Regions from separate parts of the Sus scrofa genome. Here regions 2 and 3 are each linked to region 1. Evidence: chromatin contacts called from public HiChIP or PLAC-seq data. All regions are on one chromosome and are shown on one strand. The core of a region is the stretch at or near the end of the contact, and the rest is flanking DNA. Distances in the headings are between cores, read along the strand shown. Region 1 has its middle 180 kb from the start of TMEM167A. Region 2 has its middle 35 kb from the start of VCAN. Region 3 overlaps XRCC4 (DNA repair protein XRCC4).

What was found. HiChIP or PLAC-seq counts read pairs in DNA pulled down with a chosen protein or histone mark.
Region 2: a contact with region 1 is called in an H3K27ac HiChIP or PLAC-seq map of alveolar macrophages. The contact joins two enhancer-like sites. A contact is called at or near these places in 1 of 47 Hi-C or Micro-C datasets (embryonic fibroblasts) and 1 of 2 datasets of contacts at active chromatin or transcription factors (alveolar macrophages).
Region 3: a contact with region 1 is called in an H3K27ac HiChIP or PLAC-seq map of alveolar macrophages. The contact joins two enhancer-like sites. A contact is called at or near these places in 1 of 47 Hi-C or Micro-C datasets (embryonic fibroblasts) and 1 of 2 datasets of contacts at active chromatin or transcription factors (alveolar macrophages).

The regions. Positions count from the first base shown.
Region 1 is chr2:91,180,334-91,185,343 of Sscrofa11.1, forward strand. No RefSeq gene overlaps it. Among named protein-coding and RNA genes, the nearest start is that of TMEM167A, 180 kb to the right of the region's middle. Within about 2 kb of position 2,713, at least 10 of the 83 cell types and tissues checked have an H3K27ac peak or open chromatin away from gene starts, as enhancers often do. A contact at or near this core is called in alveolar macrophages, where this site is marked.
Region 2 is chr2:91,661,856-91,666,865 of Sscrofa11.1, forward strand. No RefSeq gene overlaps it. Among named protein-coding and RNA genes, the nearest start is that of VCAN, 35 kb to the right of the region's middle. Within about 2 kb of position 2,541, at least 1 of the 83 cell types and tissues checked has an H3K27ac peak or open chromatin away from gene starts, as enhancers often do. A contact at or near this core is called in alveolar macrophages, where this site is marked.
Region 3 is chr2:91,445,935-91,450,944 of Sscrofa11.1, forward strand. All of the region lies in intron 3 of XRCC4 (DNA repair protein XRCC4), which reads left to right. Among named protein-coding and RNA genes, the nearest start is that of XRCC4, 90 kb to the left of the region's middle. Within about 2 kb of position 1,942, at least 1 of the 83 cell types and tissues checked has an H3K27ac peak or open chromatin away from gene starts, as enhancers often do. A contact at or near this core is called in alveolar macrophages, where this site is marked.

The sequences.
Region 1 (5,010 bases), core at 1,463-3,962:
AAAGAAGATGATGGAGGGCTAAAGGAAAAGAATTTGAATCCACAATACTTGCTTACTCACTTTTTGCCAAAGTAAATGATGAAAAGTCATCAGAAATTACAAAACTTATTTAGCTGGCACTCAACAGTTTTGCATTTCATAGACATGGATGTGGAGGGTAGCAATTAATTGAGAACTAAACTGGGATCCTGAGAATCAGCTGGATGACCTTGGGCAAGCCACTTAATCTCAGTATCTTCTAATTCATAAACTGGGAGCAATGATAGACGAGTGGCACTCCTTCCCTTGAAGGGGGTGTTAGAAAATGAGCGAATATAATCTCTGTGACCACTTCTGAAAATGTGAACTGATGAATATAAAGCAATTATAAACAAGGAGTGATTTTGCCCCTCACCCCAGGAGACATTTGGTAATATGTGGAGGTATTTCTGATTGTCAAAGCTAGGAGGCTAGTACTGGTAGTGGACATAGATGCTGGTCAAAAAAGAAAAAAATCCAATATGCACCAAACAATCCCTGGACCCTTGAGAAATTAGTATCAGGCCTAAACTATCACTGGTGCCAATGATGCGAAACCTCTATGTGAGTTCTGTTAATATTTTTTCTTACATCTTTATTGAAGCATCCAAAAAATGACAATAGTATTTAAGTTTTATGAACTGTAAGTTGGAGACTCATGGATTTATTGAATTGTAGGTTGTCAACATGCCATCCTCTGCCTCCTTGGCTAGCTAGCTGCTATGATTGATCCAGGTGCTGTTTTAAGCGCTGTATCTATATTAACTCGCTTAATCCTCACAACAACCCTATGAGCTAAATACTTTGCTACCCCTATTTAATAGATGAGGAAACTGAGGCAGAGAGACAAAGCCAGTTTCAAGCCCAGTCTTGCTTCAGGCATTGTGCAGAAGATTTGGCTGAGACTAAGTCTCCATCCTCCACTAGGAGTAACTCACTTCTGGTCTTTTTATTTTTTTAAAGTTTTTTGATTTTCCTTTCATTGTCCCCTTTAGCAGGGAAATTGACTTTGTTTTCTCAGGCCTGTTAACAGAGGACCCACTGGTTGGAGGTGCTAGACTGATTGCAGAGGAAACCAGCAACAGCACAGACAAGGGCATAAGGAAACAAACCTCTGGAGCATCTGGGACTTGAGCCTGGCAATCTATGTAAAAGTATTTTGCAAGTAGTAGGGCAGTGGTTTTCAAACTATATGTATTCAAGAATTACCAGGGGTGCTTTTTAAAAATGCTGCTTTCCCAGCCTCACCCTAAAAGCTTCTGACTCAGAGGCTCCCAGGAATCTACCTTTTTAACCAGCTCCTACGTGAGCCTGATGCAGGTGGTCCAAGTGCACACCTTGAGAAACACTCTGGTGCTTGCGGGGCTTGGGGATGAACGCTAGCTGATCCCAGAAGGAGGCTTGGGTTTGCCTGCAAGTTAATTCAAACCACCTGCATGGAGCCTATTCATGCTGTTCTGGTCCCTGTAATTCACTAGCTTTAGGCCAAGGAGCTTGATTGAGAGGGCAGGGATGGGGAGGCTGGAAAGAAGAAAGAAGCAGGGCAATTACAACCACTTCCAGGGAGGTGATTGTTTCTCTGTGGACAGAGAAGGAGCTGTCACTGGGGACCCTTCTTCCTTCAGTGTCCCCCTAATTGGCTGTTGTGACTATCATTCTGCCCCAAGGGAGTGTAATAGAATCAAGAAGAGAGAAGAAAAGGATGCCAAATAACTTGGAGCAGGAACAAAAGAGGAGCAGGGCTCATTTCTACCAGCACGGAGAGCAGCTCTGATTGGTCCCTTTCCCCAAGGTCCTTTCACACCATCTCTGCAACCTTTCCCCTCCTTTTTCTTGTCTCCCTCCCAGGGACCAATAAACCCAGGTTGTCTGAACAAGCAGAGCTTTATAATTATCCAGGGAAAATTCCGATGGCCCAGAATTATGCCATAATGTCATGTTGTACTGTTACAATAGCAAAGCAGGGATGTTTTAACCTTCTCACTGATTCACGTTCTCTTGGAGACGAACACCAGGCAGATGCTCTCTTAGTGTGAGTATCTTTCCAAGAGATCATTTGAGTTATTTCGATTTTACCATCTGAGCATAATCGACATGCATTAATGATGTAGGCAACTTCCCTTTCCCTGAACTGAGTAATTTAAAGCTATTTCAGCAATACGGTACAGGATAGTGATTTAAGATTGCCTGGCCTCATTCCTAGCCCTGAAAATCACCAGCTGTGTGACCTCGAAGGTTACTTTACATCTCTGAGTTGCAGGTACTAATCTGCAAAATGGAGATAATAATAGGACCTTGCTCCCAACACACACACACACACACACACACACACACACACACACACACACACACACACACGGGTCTTCAGTGGATTGTTGTGACCACCAGATGAGACAATACTTGTAAGATATTTTTCCCCTTTCGCAATAAACCCACACTGTTTGCCTCCATTGTTCAACTTCTTTTTTTTCCCCAGAATTATTCCTCTTTGCTATTTTAAACCTAATCTCTGGGTGAAAATCAGTAGAAAATCACAAGGAAAAGAGAAACAATGAAAAAGGTGTTTCCACTCTAGTCGCATTGAATTTCAAACACTCCTAACACGCTGTGAGCAGAACAACAGATGACTTCCATCCAAAGGGAAGTACACAGAACTTGAGACGCAGACAGAGGAGAACAGGATAAATCACTCAGTTGCTTACCACACACATTGTGAGATATTAAATGTGGATTAGAAGTTTCTTACCAATACTCTGGCCTCTGTTTCTTGACTGGTTTTATATTTCCAGACTGCAAACAAACGATTATACGTGTGAAAAAAATATGTAACAGACTAGAGGACAAATTCAAATGAGCCAGGAGACCAGGGGCTCTGGAGTTCTGGTTTGTCTGCTTGCAGCTCTCTGCAAGGGCAGTCCTCTGAGTGCAGTGTTGCTGACAGCTCATCTCCCTCACAGGCAGCTTCCTCCTGGTGGTTTCTCTGAGAGTAAATGGCCCCCAGTCATGCAGAGGGTGAGGATGTGTGTGTGGGGGGGTTGCCAAGCAACACATTTCCCACAGAACTATTCAAGAAGAGAGAGTCTTGGTTTTAAAAACAAAAGAAAACCAAAAAGCCCTACTGGGCGGACCTAATAATACAGCCACCTCCCCCCCACACCTCCTATAAGTAAATTAATCCTCAAGCTGGTTTATGTTTACTAGATAGCACAACTTCCCAGAAATGGAGTTAGAAAGCATGCCAGAATTGGACTTCCCATCGTGGCGTGGCGCAGTGGTTAACGAATCCAACTAGGAACCTCGAGGTTGCAGGTTCGATCCCTGGCCTCGCTCAGTGGGTTAAGGATCCAGCGTTGCCATGAGCTATGGTGTGGGTCGCAGAGGCGGCTCGGATCCCGAGTTGTTGTGGCTCTGGCACAGGCCAGCAATTACACGTCTGATTAGACCCCTAGTCTGGGAACCTCCATATGCTGCGGGTACGTCCCTCAAAAGACAAAAAATAAATAAATAATAATAAATAAAAAGTTCTTTTAAAAAAAAGAAAGAAAGCATGCCGGAATTTTATAAAATAACTTCAAGCAATGTCCTAAATTTCCACTAATAAATTTTGAAGGGGAACTTCTTCTAGTGAATTATACTGTGGGCCTCCTCTCTCAGTTGGGCGCCTGAATGAAAAGCAACTATCAGTTGAATAATAGTTTTAACAACTAAATTGCCCAGTTTTGAGTTTGGGACTTAAAACTGCTCTTTTATTTTTTGTGGTATCTAAGTCATACACGCTTATGGCAAATGATTATATTTGAAGGAGTGAATGCACAGATGGTAACAATGAGCAGTTGACTGGATCATGAGCTTATTTGAAGAATTCTGAATAGCTCTGTATGTGCTTGCATGTTCCCAACATATTCCCTTAGGAGGACACAACAAAACATTTTCATATTCTAATTCTCACTCCGATTAGCATTTATTAAGCGCTGATGCATGCAAAGCACTGTGCTAGACTCTAGAGTTGAAGCAGGAAAGGAAAAAGATACACCATGTAGTGACACAAGGTCCAACCACTCAAGGAATTGCACATTTCAGTGGGAGAGATAGACTCTTACACTGCTAATACAAGAGGTGATGGAATGAGGAAGCTCTTAATTATGTCAAAATTATTGAAATTACTAGCTTCAAATGACTAAGTTACAGCATCGCTGTTCTAACCTTTCCTGAGATAGGGTAGGAGGTCAGTACAGAGAGAATGAAAGAGAATTAGAACTCCCAAGTAGAAATGAGCTTGGATCTGACAGCATGTGGGATCTTCTGACCTTTTTCACATCATGGCATATTATGTAAAGAAAACCAAAATTTCACTTTTATGAGGCATCAAGGCAAAAGGACTTGTGCTGGAGGAGAATGAGGCACCTGTGATCCAGGTCTTGTCCAGCTTCTTCCAAGTCACACCTGGAGCCAGACATACCCATGCAAAGCTCTGTACATCCCAGACAGACATGCTGCTTACATGGTTTTGCCCCCTGGGGAGCCAGAAACATTTAACATAACATGAAAGAATGTTGTCCCTGCAGAGCCACAGTCTGTGTGATGCAGCATGTTCAGCAGGGCAAGCTGCTGGGACGGAACCCCAGGCAAAAACTCACGAGTTCACATGACCCTGGGCAGGTTAGCTCCTGCCTCTAAATTTAGGGAAATGTGTAAATTTAGGAAAATAATATGTAGTAGCCTGTTGAGCCATGTTGGGGCCTGAAACAAAGGAAGAATATACCTTCTTCTCTATATGTATCAAAATACTGTCTCCTATTTTGAATCAAGTAGAAAAACTCCAGTGAAAAACCGTGCCTTTATATAAAGCTCTGCGTTGCCCAATCTGCGCTTACACCATTACCAACCCTAATCAACTGCTAGTGGGAGACGTGCTGTTGGGTAATAGTACAGGGTTGTAAAACACACAGCTCATTTTTATTTCAAATTATGTTTTATTCTTCATGGAGTTTG
Region 2 (5,010 bases), core at 1,291-3,790, 480 kb after region 1:
GGGACAATTTCTTTTCAGAGGAATATATCACAGTATTTAGAGAGAAGAGATCTTGTGAAAAAGCCACCAGTGGAAGAGTCCAAGCAGGTCTTCTATCTGTTTGGGAAGAGTTAACAGCAATGTGTGGGAAGTCAAACAAAAATGGAAAGTGGAGATTTTCTTTGCTTTTTTTTTTTAAAGGATGTTTGTTTAAGGAAAGTATGTGTGGAGGCAGGAAGGGGGAGAGCCATGGCTCCAGTGAAAGAGAAGGGATTTGGTGAAACAAATACCAGCAGTGGTTCAAAGGACTTCTGGACATGCAAGATAGTAAATAAGCTAAAGAAGCAATTTTCATAAAAAATATTTTCCCAGCCATTGAGGAAAGACAATGGAATTGTAAGGTTGCTACTGAATAATTAAATCTGTCAGCTGAGCTCATATCATGAATATCACTGATAATCATTTCAGTTGGCTTCCCTGAGTTTTTCCATTTTTTCTCTGAGTATTCATATTTCCATTGAATTTCTTCTGGAATTAACCTGTACCACCGAGAAATGATTAAACTGCTTTAAAAAGGCCCTCGTTTCCATCTTGAAAGAGAAAATATAAATGCAAAAAGAGTACTCTAGCTCCTAGCTCAATTTCCAAGGCATCTGGATGTTAGCAAGCTGGGGAATAAAGTGAGGAAGGCATTTTATCCGACACTATGGAAAGTAGGGCAGAAATCCCAGAGAAAATGGTGTCTTTTTAAAAAAGAAGTATGAACATCCAGCCATAAAGGCTCTGTTTTAAAGATGATGTCTTCTGAAATGATGAGTTGAAAGAATCATTTTATATTATTTATTGGTTCATGAATATAAACAACTTAAAAATATTGTAAAGCCTTACTTCAAAAGGAGTCAGTAGTAATTTTATTATTAGAAACAAATTTAAGATTCTCAGCTTTTCGCTGATGAAACTACAGGCTGCCTGGTTCTCTATGAAGTTATGATACTGGTAAAACAACTTGTACAAAATCTTATCCCCACATATTTAAAGCTTTTTGTTGGTGTAAATCCAAGTCAATATATGAGTGTAGAAATATAACTCATATTTGGACTGAAATTAAGCTTTGAATTTCAAAGAAAATATTCAAATATGCAATGTATCATTCAATTTCAGAACATAAAAATCTTCAAGCTTTACATCTTGCAGGCTTTATGTATTGGTGATCAGATTCAATCACTGAAGAGTTAATATTCTGTGCATACTGTAATTAAAAACTAATAGATCTCTGAGCCACCTAGTTCTCAAATGTGCCTGATGAGGCAAACATTTCACTTCTGCAAAAATAAATTTCTAATTTTGAAGTATGAGTTGAGCCTCCTATCAAGGAATTCTGTGATGTTTGTTCATTTATCTAAGATACTTTTTTTCAGACTTGTGAATATTTATGAACCACTGGGTTCAATTGAGTGTTATAAGAAGTGAGAGGTAGTGTCTTCCAGACGTAAAGGGTGCTTTTAATTCTTTTGCTTCTCCAGATACTCACTGGCATCTTGTCATGCTTGAATGAGCCATTCAAAATAGAGCTGCCATCTAATCGAAGTACCTGAAGTGCAAAGACGAGAGGAGAATTTAATGAAGCATAAATTGTCTGTTCAGTTGGAGATACAGACTCCTTTACCATAGCACAATTAAAATAACATGTAGTGGAGACTTCTGTTAATCAACCCCAACCACCTTCTGTTTCACAGACAGGAAACCTACAAGATCAATAAATGTCTTTATTGTGAAGTGTGATGCATGGACAGTAAATGTATTCCGTGTGAGTGTGTGTGTGTGTGTGTGTGCACGTGCGCATGAATATGAGCATATGTATTTATAACTAGGAGTCTACCGGAACAAATGTACCACTGTGGTGGGGGATGTAGGGCAGGATAGACGGGGAGGTTGTACCTGTGTAGGTTCAGGGGATATAAAGGAACTCTTTTATCTTCTAATTTTGTTGTGCACCTAAAACTGCTCTGAAAAATAAAGTCTATTTTAAAACATGGAGTGGGGGGAAGAATCTACCATGTATAATTCACTATGTTCAGTGCTGATAGGGGTTGTTACTAAGATTAATCGAAATATTCCCAGTACCTACAGGAAACAGTAGCCCTTGTTGGATCCCAACAAGCTGGCCTCTTTTTAACAAAAACAAAAACAAAAAGTCATTATGCAGCTCTCCAGGCCAAGGCTATAAAAAGTGCAGGCACTGAATTTGGGAGGAATGGTAACTGTAGTGCCTCAATGGAAAAAACCCAGGTATTTTGTGGATAATGGACCTTCTTCTGGTTGTGAACTGTTATTCAATTTCTTTTTTTTTTTTTTTTTAGTTTTTTTTTTAAATTGTTATTTCCCCAATACAATTTTTTTTTTCTACTGTACAGCACGGTGACCCAGTTACACTTACATGTATACATTCTTTTTTTTCCCATTATTATTCAATTTCTTAACCTTATGTGTATGTCCATGGGGTGACTGGGCAGAAAAGCCAAAAGCTTAGTCATTAAGGAGAGAGGAAGCAGAGGGCTGTGGGAGGAGCAGCACAAGTGAAGGACACCCTCTCCCCATTTGTAATTCTAGAGGAACCAGGAAGCTCCAGACATGGAAACAACCAAGTTCAGAAAATAGGAATAGCAGGGAGTTCCCGTCGTGGCGCAGTGGTTAACGAATCCGACTAGGAACCATGAGGTTGTGGGTTCGGTCCCTGCACTTGCTCAGCGGGTTAATGATCCGGCGTTGCCGTGAGCTGTGGTGTAGGTTGCAGACGCGGCTCGGATCCCACGTTGCTGTGGCTCTGGCATAGGCCGGTGGCTACAGCTCCAATTCAACCCCTAGCCTGGGAACCTCCATATGCCTCGGGAGCGGCCCAAAGAAATAGCAAAAAAAAAGACAAAAAAAAAAAAAAAAAAAAAAAAAAAAAAAAGAAAAGAAAATAGGAATAGCGAACAAGGGATCTAAAAACCCACCAAAAGGAGTTCCCTTCGGAAATGAATCTGACTAGAATCCATGAGGATGAGAATTTGATCCCTGGCCTCGCTCAGTGGGTTGGAGATCTGGCGTTGCCATGAACTACTTTGACCTGCTGTAGGTCGAAGATGCAGCTCGGCTACTACCGTTGCTGTGGCATAGGCTGGCAGCTGTAGCTCCTATTCATCCTCTAGCCTGGGAACTTCCAAATTAATAGTAGTAATAAAAATAAATAATAAAAATCACCACCAACACAATATGCATTCACATATCCCTTATTTTATTTATTTATTTTTTTAGAGCCGCACCCATGGCAGTGGGGGTTCCCAGGCGAAGGATCTAATTGGAGCTGTAACCAGCCTACACCACAGCCACAGCAATGCAGGGTCCAAGCTGCGTCTGTGACGTACAGCACAGCTCACAGCAACACTGGATCCTTAACCCACTGAGCAAGGCCAGGGATCAAACCCATGTCATCATGGATACTAGTTGGGTTCGTTAACCACTAAGCCACGATGGGAACTCCAATATCCCTTATTTTAGAAAATATTTCTTGAGTGTCTATGTGTATATGTAAAGCATTTTGGGGTGCTAGTCACTAGGTATCTGGTAATGAACACAACTAACATGTTTCCTGCCTTTTTGTGATTTGTAACCTAGTGGTGAATGCTTGGCTCTTTATGCCACAAGGCTAAATTACCTACCACCTTTCCTTGAACCATTGCAGAGCTGCAGGATCCATTTCAAGATCACTTGGTGTATTTCCTTGTTAGGTCATTTTAGACTTCTTTAGTCTAGGTTAGTTCTTTGGTCTTCCTTTCATTTTCTTGACCTTGACTCTTTGAAACCTGTAGGCCTGTTATTCTGTAGACTATTTCTTAATTTTGGTTGTCTCCTGTTTCCTTATGAATAAAATCTTGATGGTTTCCTTCCACGGTCGTGTAGATCATGACCCAGCCTGACTTAAGGGAACACATTTGCACATCCAGAGCTTTCTCCCTCTATGCAGTTCCGTTCTCTGGTAACTCTGTCCCATAAATTCTAACTTCTTTGGCTTTGCTAGACTCTGATGTCTATCCCCTTGACTCACTGAAACCCCCGTGCTTTGTACATGGCTCATTGTCCTGTGCTGTAACCTGTAAGCTGCCTCCAGGCCTAAGCTCTCCTCTTCCTTGCCCTCCTCTGGGATAATAGCCTTGTGATTCGTTGTCCAATGTCTTAAAATTATTTTCACATATTTTGTCATGTTTTCTGATTGTTTAATATGAAAGGATTTATATGGTCCTTGAATCCTATTGTGACCAGAAACAGAAGTCTATTACTGTCTTCTGACAATTGAAACTACAGCATAAAAATTTAGTGAGTGCATAGATACTAAATGACTGCAGTTTCCTTCTTCAAGTGTACTTGGCTGGAACCTAGAGCTTGCTCCTGATCAGCTACTCAGAGCTTGCCCCCATGTCACCACCACATTCTCTGCCCAAATTGCCTCCAGAGCCCTCACCCCTCCCAGATTATACAGCAGCCATCTCTTCTCAATTACCCACCATTGTGACGACATCCAACTTACAAGGGGCCAAACCACCAGCAGGACTGCAGAACCAAAAAAGTGGACACCTCTGCCTCAGGATATCCACAAAGCCGACCCTGACAATGGGCGAGCACACTCCCCATTCCCCATGGAGTGTGCATAACACCTAGACAGTGTGTGAATCTATCATTACTGGAACTCCAAAACCAGCTGCTGACAAGAATGGCTCCTCTTTTGTTTGACTTCCTTAAGAATCCGTTCAAGCAGATGAAATCCATTCTAAAAATGTAAAATAAACTTGTACTTGAGTTTGGAAATCTGGCATCACAGTATGCATCTTTGATAAGCACACCCTGGGAGACAGTGACAAGGAGAGTGAGGCTGCAGGCTGACTTTCTGTGGCCATTGGGGATGACTCCCCATGGTGAATAACGCAGTGCATCCCCATTTGTGTCACCTTTACATTTATGTAAGCTTTACCAAAAGGTCCACCTCTCCTTTCT
Region 3 (5,010 bases), core at 692-3,191, 260 kb after region 1:
AGAGTTGTTAAAAATGAAAATCTCAATTAAACAAATGCTAAACAGGAGTTCCCTGGTGGCCTAGTGGTTAAAGACCTGGTATTGTCATTGCTGTGGCTCGGGTCACTGCTGTGGTACAGATTCAGTCCCTAGCCCAGGAATTTGTAGGCACTGCCAAAAAGAAAAAAAAAAAAGCTAAACAAATAGGAATTTGCTTTTGAGATAGCTATTTCAGTATGTAGTCAAATCCAGAAAATCTTTCAAGATTGTACAGCAATTTGGTCAGATTTCTTAAAACCGTTGATGAGATCTATTCAGTTGACCATTGAGGGTAGAAGTATATTCAGAATATCTACATGGATGAGAGTATTTTGGTTAAGGGGAAAATAAGCACAGAATAAAAACTAACCTCTTTTGGCTCTATAGTAATACCTGGTTTCTAATTCCGGTAAAACTAATGTGCACTGAACTGGAATATTAGCTCTGTCCAGTTGAGGGAAAAAAACCTAATCTTATGGGAGCCACCTTCTATTTATTTGCTTAAAAACCACTACTTCCTTGGAAATTCTAAGGGAACATGGAATATGATGATTGCTGTCACTGACTATATAGAATCCATTTGGGAAGAGTTAAGGTCAAGTCATTTTGAAAGCAGTTGACCACCCCCTTAGAACTTTCCTTGGCTTATGCTTTGGCCTAGTTAGTAATACTTGGGTGGCAAACTTGAATTTATCTAACTTCTAAAAGCTTGCCATGAACTTGAAAAGTTTACTTACCCAGTTTAAAAATTAAATAAATTGGTTGGGGCTACCTTTCCAAAAAGGAGCTCTATATGTGCATACCAGGCATTGTGGCCTCCTTCTTCAACTTATAGCCAAACACTGATTTATAAAATTAAATTCTGATAACTTTTAAAGAGTCTACATTCTCTAGTTTTCTGAACTGGCTTAAGGGTAATTTTTTTCCCCCTTACTATCTTGTAACCATGACCATAAATGCCAAAGCATTTCTAGTAGTTAAAGATAAACCTTTGAGTCATACAGTCAAAGAAAAACTATTTAAAAATTTGTTTGAAAAATGCATTTTGTGTCTGTCATTATTGCCCCAATGGCTATGATTTTTCATATAACTTTAATTTCTGTATACACTGTATTTTCACAATACTACCCTCTCTTCTTGCACTGCTTCCTAACTTGAGTTTTAAGGATTCATCCCTTAGCACCCCTTTGAATGAATGAATGGATATTCTACACTGTCAAAATACAATAACTTCTATACCACTTGCACATTTTTGCAGTGAATAAGTGTTCTTATTTGAGATTGCTTCATAAGAAAAAATTCACAGAACTAGAACTACATTATGCCAAAATAGTTGATTTCTTTTGGACTTAACTGACTAGGGTTCTGGTTTTAATATTTGCTAACAGCAAGGTGCTATTCTATGTAACATGACTTATTTACATAGTTACCACAAAACACTTGGTATTTCATGCAAAAATGACATTATTTCATTGAAAACAGTAATTTTAGTACTGTAATTTTGACATTTTTCTCTGACTACTTTTATACTTTGAACTTTTAAAGACTGAAAATTCATGGTTGTGGTATTATAGTTTGTATCGGTTTTCTGAAATTAATCTATTAACATTGTAGGACTTATAAAATATTATTACTCTCTTTACATTTATGTAAAGCAGATATTCTGTCTGACTCATCTTTCTGTAATGTGGATTGCCTTGTGCATATAAATTGTAGCAACTAAAGAAAGAACATTTAATCAAATTTCAAGTTTTTGTGTAGGGTTCTACAGAAACTTATTGACTACATTTCTTATATTTCTTATAGCATTTTATTCTTAGATCCAGAGCTCAAATCTGAATTTATTACTATTAGTCTCAGAGAGTTCTGTATGAACTGACAATGCCTGAAACTTAATATGTACCAATAAATGTTACTGCTTCTTCTTCTTAGAAAAATATTGTGATGTAATTTGATTTATTTCATCACATTGGGTGGTGAAACATATTCTCTGAGTATGTCTTTATTATTTTGAGGACATTAATTCATTGACTTCTGGTATCCAGCATTGCTGTAGAAATCCAGTACTGTTCTAATTCCTTGTGATTAATTCACATGTAGCCTATATTACTGCTCTGTAATCTTCTAGGATTCTCTTTTTGTCTCATATGTTCTGAAATTTGATGATACTGTGCTTTTCTTTGAGTCCTCTTTTGATCCAATGTCCTAGGACTTTAGTCAACTCTTTCCATTAGGAAATTTAAATCTTTCCGTTCATGAATTTCTTCTGTTTTTTCAATTCCTTTTCTGTTGGTATGTCTCTTTTGGCTAATTCTGTTATTGGGTTTTAACTCATCCTGTACTGTACTGATCCTCTAATTTTCTTACATTTTCTCTCCTATTTGTGTGATTGTGTGTGTGTATGTGTGTGTGTTTAGCCCAGAATTCTATCCTTTGATACCTCAAGTCAGGAAGTGTGGTTTCTACTTGTTCTACGTGAGCTCCAGGACTGGAGAGTGCCCTGTGAGGCACAGTCAGATAAACATGAATCTCATCCTGTTTGAGTACTCTCTAATTGCTGCCTGTTTTCTGTCTTTCTCCAGTCCTTGAAATAGGTTTTTGTGTTTGGGGTTTTTTTTTGGGGTGGGGGCGTGTTAACAGTTTGTAAATGTTATCTCCAGGAGAGTTAGTCTAATACAGCTTAGTTGGCTATTAGCTAAACCAGAACTATCTCAATGTTAACTTTTACTTACACTTTTCTTTGCAAGAAAATTTAATTAAATGCATGGTTACCATCCATTGTATTCACCAGTTCTTTTCAATCTCATCATAAATAATTGTTAATTTTTAAAGTTTATAGGCAGTTTTCCTAGTAGATAAACTACCTTGAAAAATTTTTTTAATGTTTTTAGACTAATAATTTCTTTTTATCTTGTCTCTAGGTCAATAAAGTAATTTGTAAATATTTCTTGTTGTCTATATAAATATTTTAAGTAGGAATTTGGATTTTAGAGATCTCTAATTAAATTACAGCAAGTAAGGTTTTTAAGGATTTTTAGTAAATATTTTTGAATGACAAAATATGATAAGAATTTTTAGTCCCTAGTTTAAAAAGACAAATATTAAGCTTTTTAAAATTATTTTTGAAAGAAATTCATAAACCATTCAAAAGCTGAACATTTTTTCTTAACTCCTGTATTTTATCATTTCATTTAAATTGGCATTTAAAAATAGTTGATACTTACATGATTTTTTTAAACATCACCAGTTTTGAGTTTATTAGTTTATGATAACTGATATTAAGGAAATGAAATTATAGTTAATACAATAAGCATTTATGATTATTTCCCAAAAAGTTTCTAATATCAATATAGTGCCTTTTAACCAATCAAGCTATTACATCAAATAAGTATAGTTTAGTGCTTTGAGAGTGAGAGTGGAGGTTGGCTTTAAGTTTCTCCAAGTAGTAAATGACAAAAGACCAGGATTTTATCATTGGAAGAAAATACGAGATTCTGTTGTTTTAGTTTAATTTTCCTATGGAATGTTATGAGAGACTTTAGCAGCTGTTACTAAACAGGGTGACCTGGTTTAAATTCAGAAATAAATAGTCCATGATATTTCATACTATGTCCTATTAAGTTATGTTTCCTAAGTATCTCATAGTATGATATTTTATCATATTATAAGTTTTTTTCCAGTGTTTGCTTGCTTATTGTTTCCATGAAGCCTCAGAAGCTAAGCAACGGCAAACAGTGATCCCAGCCCCAGTGAAATTTTTCTCTGTCATAGCCACTCTGGAATGCTACTGTGTTAAAGTAATCAACCATATTTAGAAGACACATCAATTCAAACTAGCTCAAGAGAGGAGGTTTTTTGTGCCCTTTGGCGTTATTTCTGTTGTGGCTTATTTGTAAAATCCTTTATTACCAGCCCTTAGATTTTGTTTATAAATCACTTATAGGATAAGTCATTATTTTGAGTACAGTGGTTACAGTTGCTTATTCCCACCCCACTTCAAATAAATATGAGTACTGCAATTCTAAAACCGAGATTTCTAATGTTCCCATTTACTGTATAATCCTTTTGATATGAACAAAGAATCCAGAATAACAAAAAAAAAATAATGTCTGGGTAGGCAGTTGTGTTCATATTTCTATATACAGATTATTTCATAGTCTTATCAGCTACAATGTAGAGTCTGATTCAAAAATAAGCAATTGGTATAGACACTATGGAAAACTATGGAAGTTCATCAGTAAACTAAAAATAGAACTATCATCTCATCCAGCAATTCAACTCATGGATACATATCTGAAGAAAATGAAAACTAATTTGAAAGGATAAATGTACCCCTGTGTTCATAGCAGAATTATTTACAATAGCCAAGATATGGTAGCAACTTAAGTTTCTATAAACAGATGAAAGGATAAAGGAGATGTGATATACACACACACATACACAGATAAAGGAGATCTGATACATACACACTCACACACACACACACACAAAGACGGATACAACGATATAGTGGAATATTACTCAGCCATACAAAGAATGAATTTTTGCCATTTGCAAAAACGTCGGTGGACCTGAAGGGTATTATGCTTTGTAAGTAAATCAGACAAAGCAAGATAAATGCTGTATATTTTCACTTTCTTGTGGTATCTATAAATTAAACAGATGAATGAATATAACAAAACAAAACAGTCACAGGTACAGATAAGAAATTAGTGGTTATCAGTGTGATGAGTGGTTGGGAGAAGGAGCAAGACAGGGGAAGGGGATTAAGAGATACAGACTACTTAAGGTGTAGATAAATAAGACACAAGGATATAATGTATGGTCAGGGAACATAAATCAATATTTTATAATAACTTTAAATGGAACATAATCCATAAAATATCAAATTACTATTTTGTTCACCTGCAATTAACTTAACTTTTAAATCAGCTATATTTCAATAAAAATGTTTTAAAAAGAAGATAAAAACAAACAAAAATAAGTGATGAG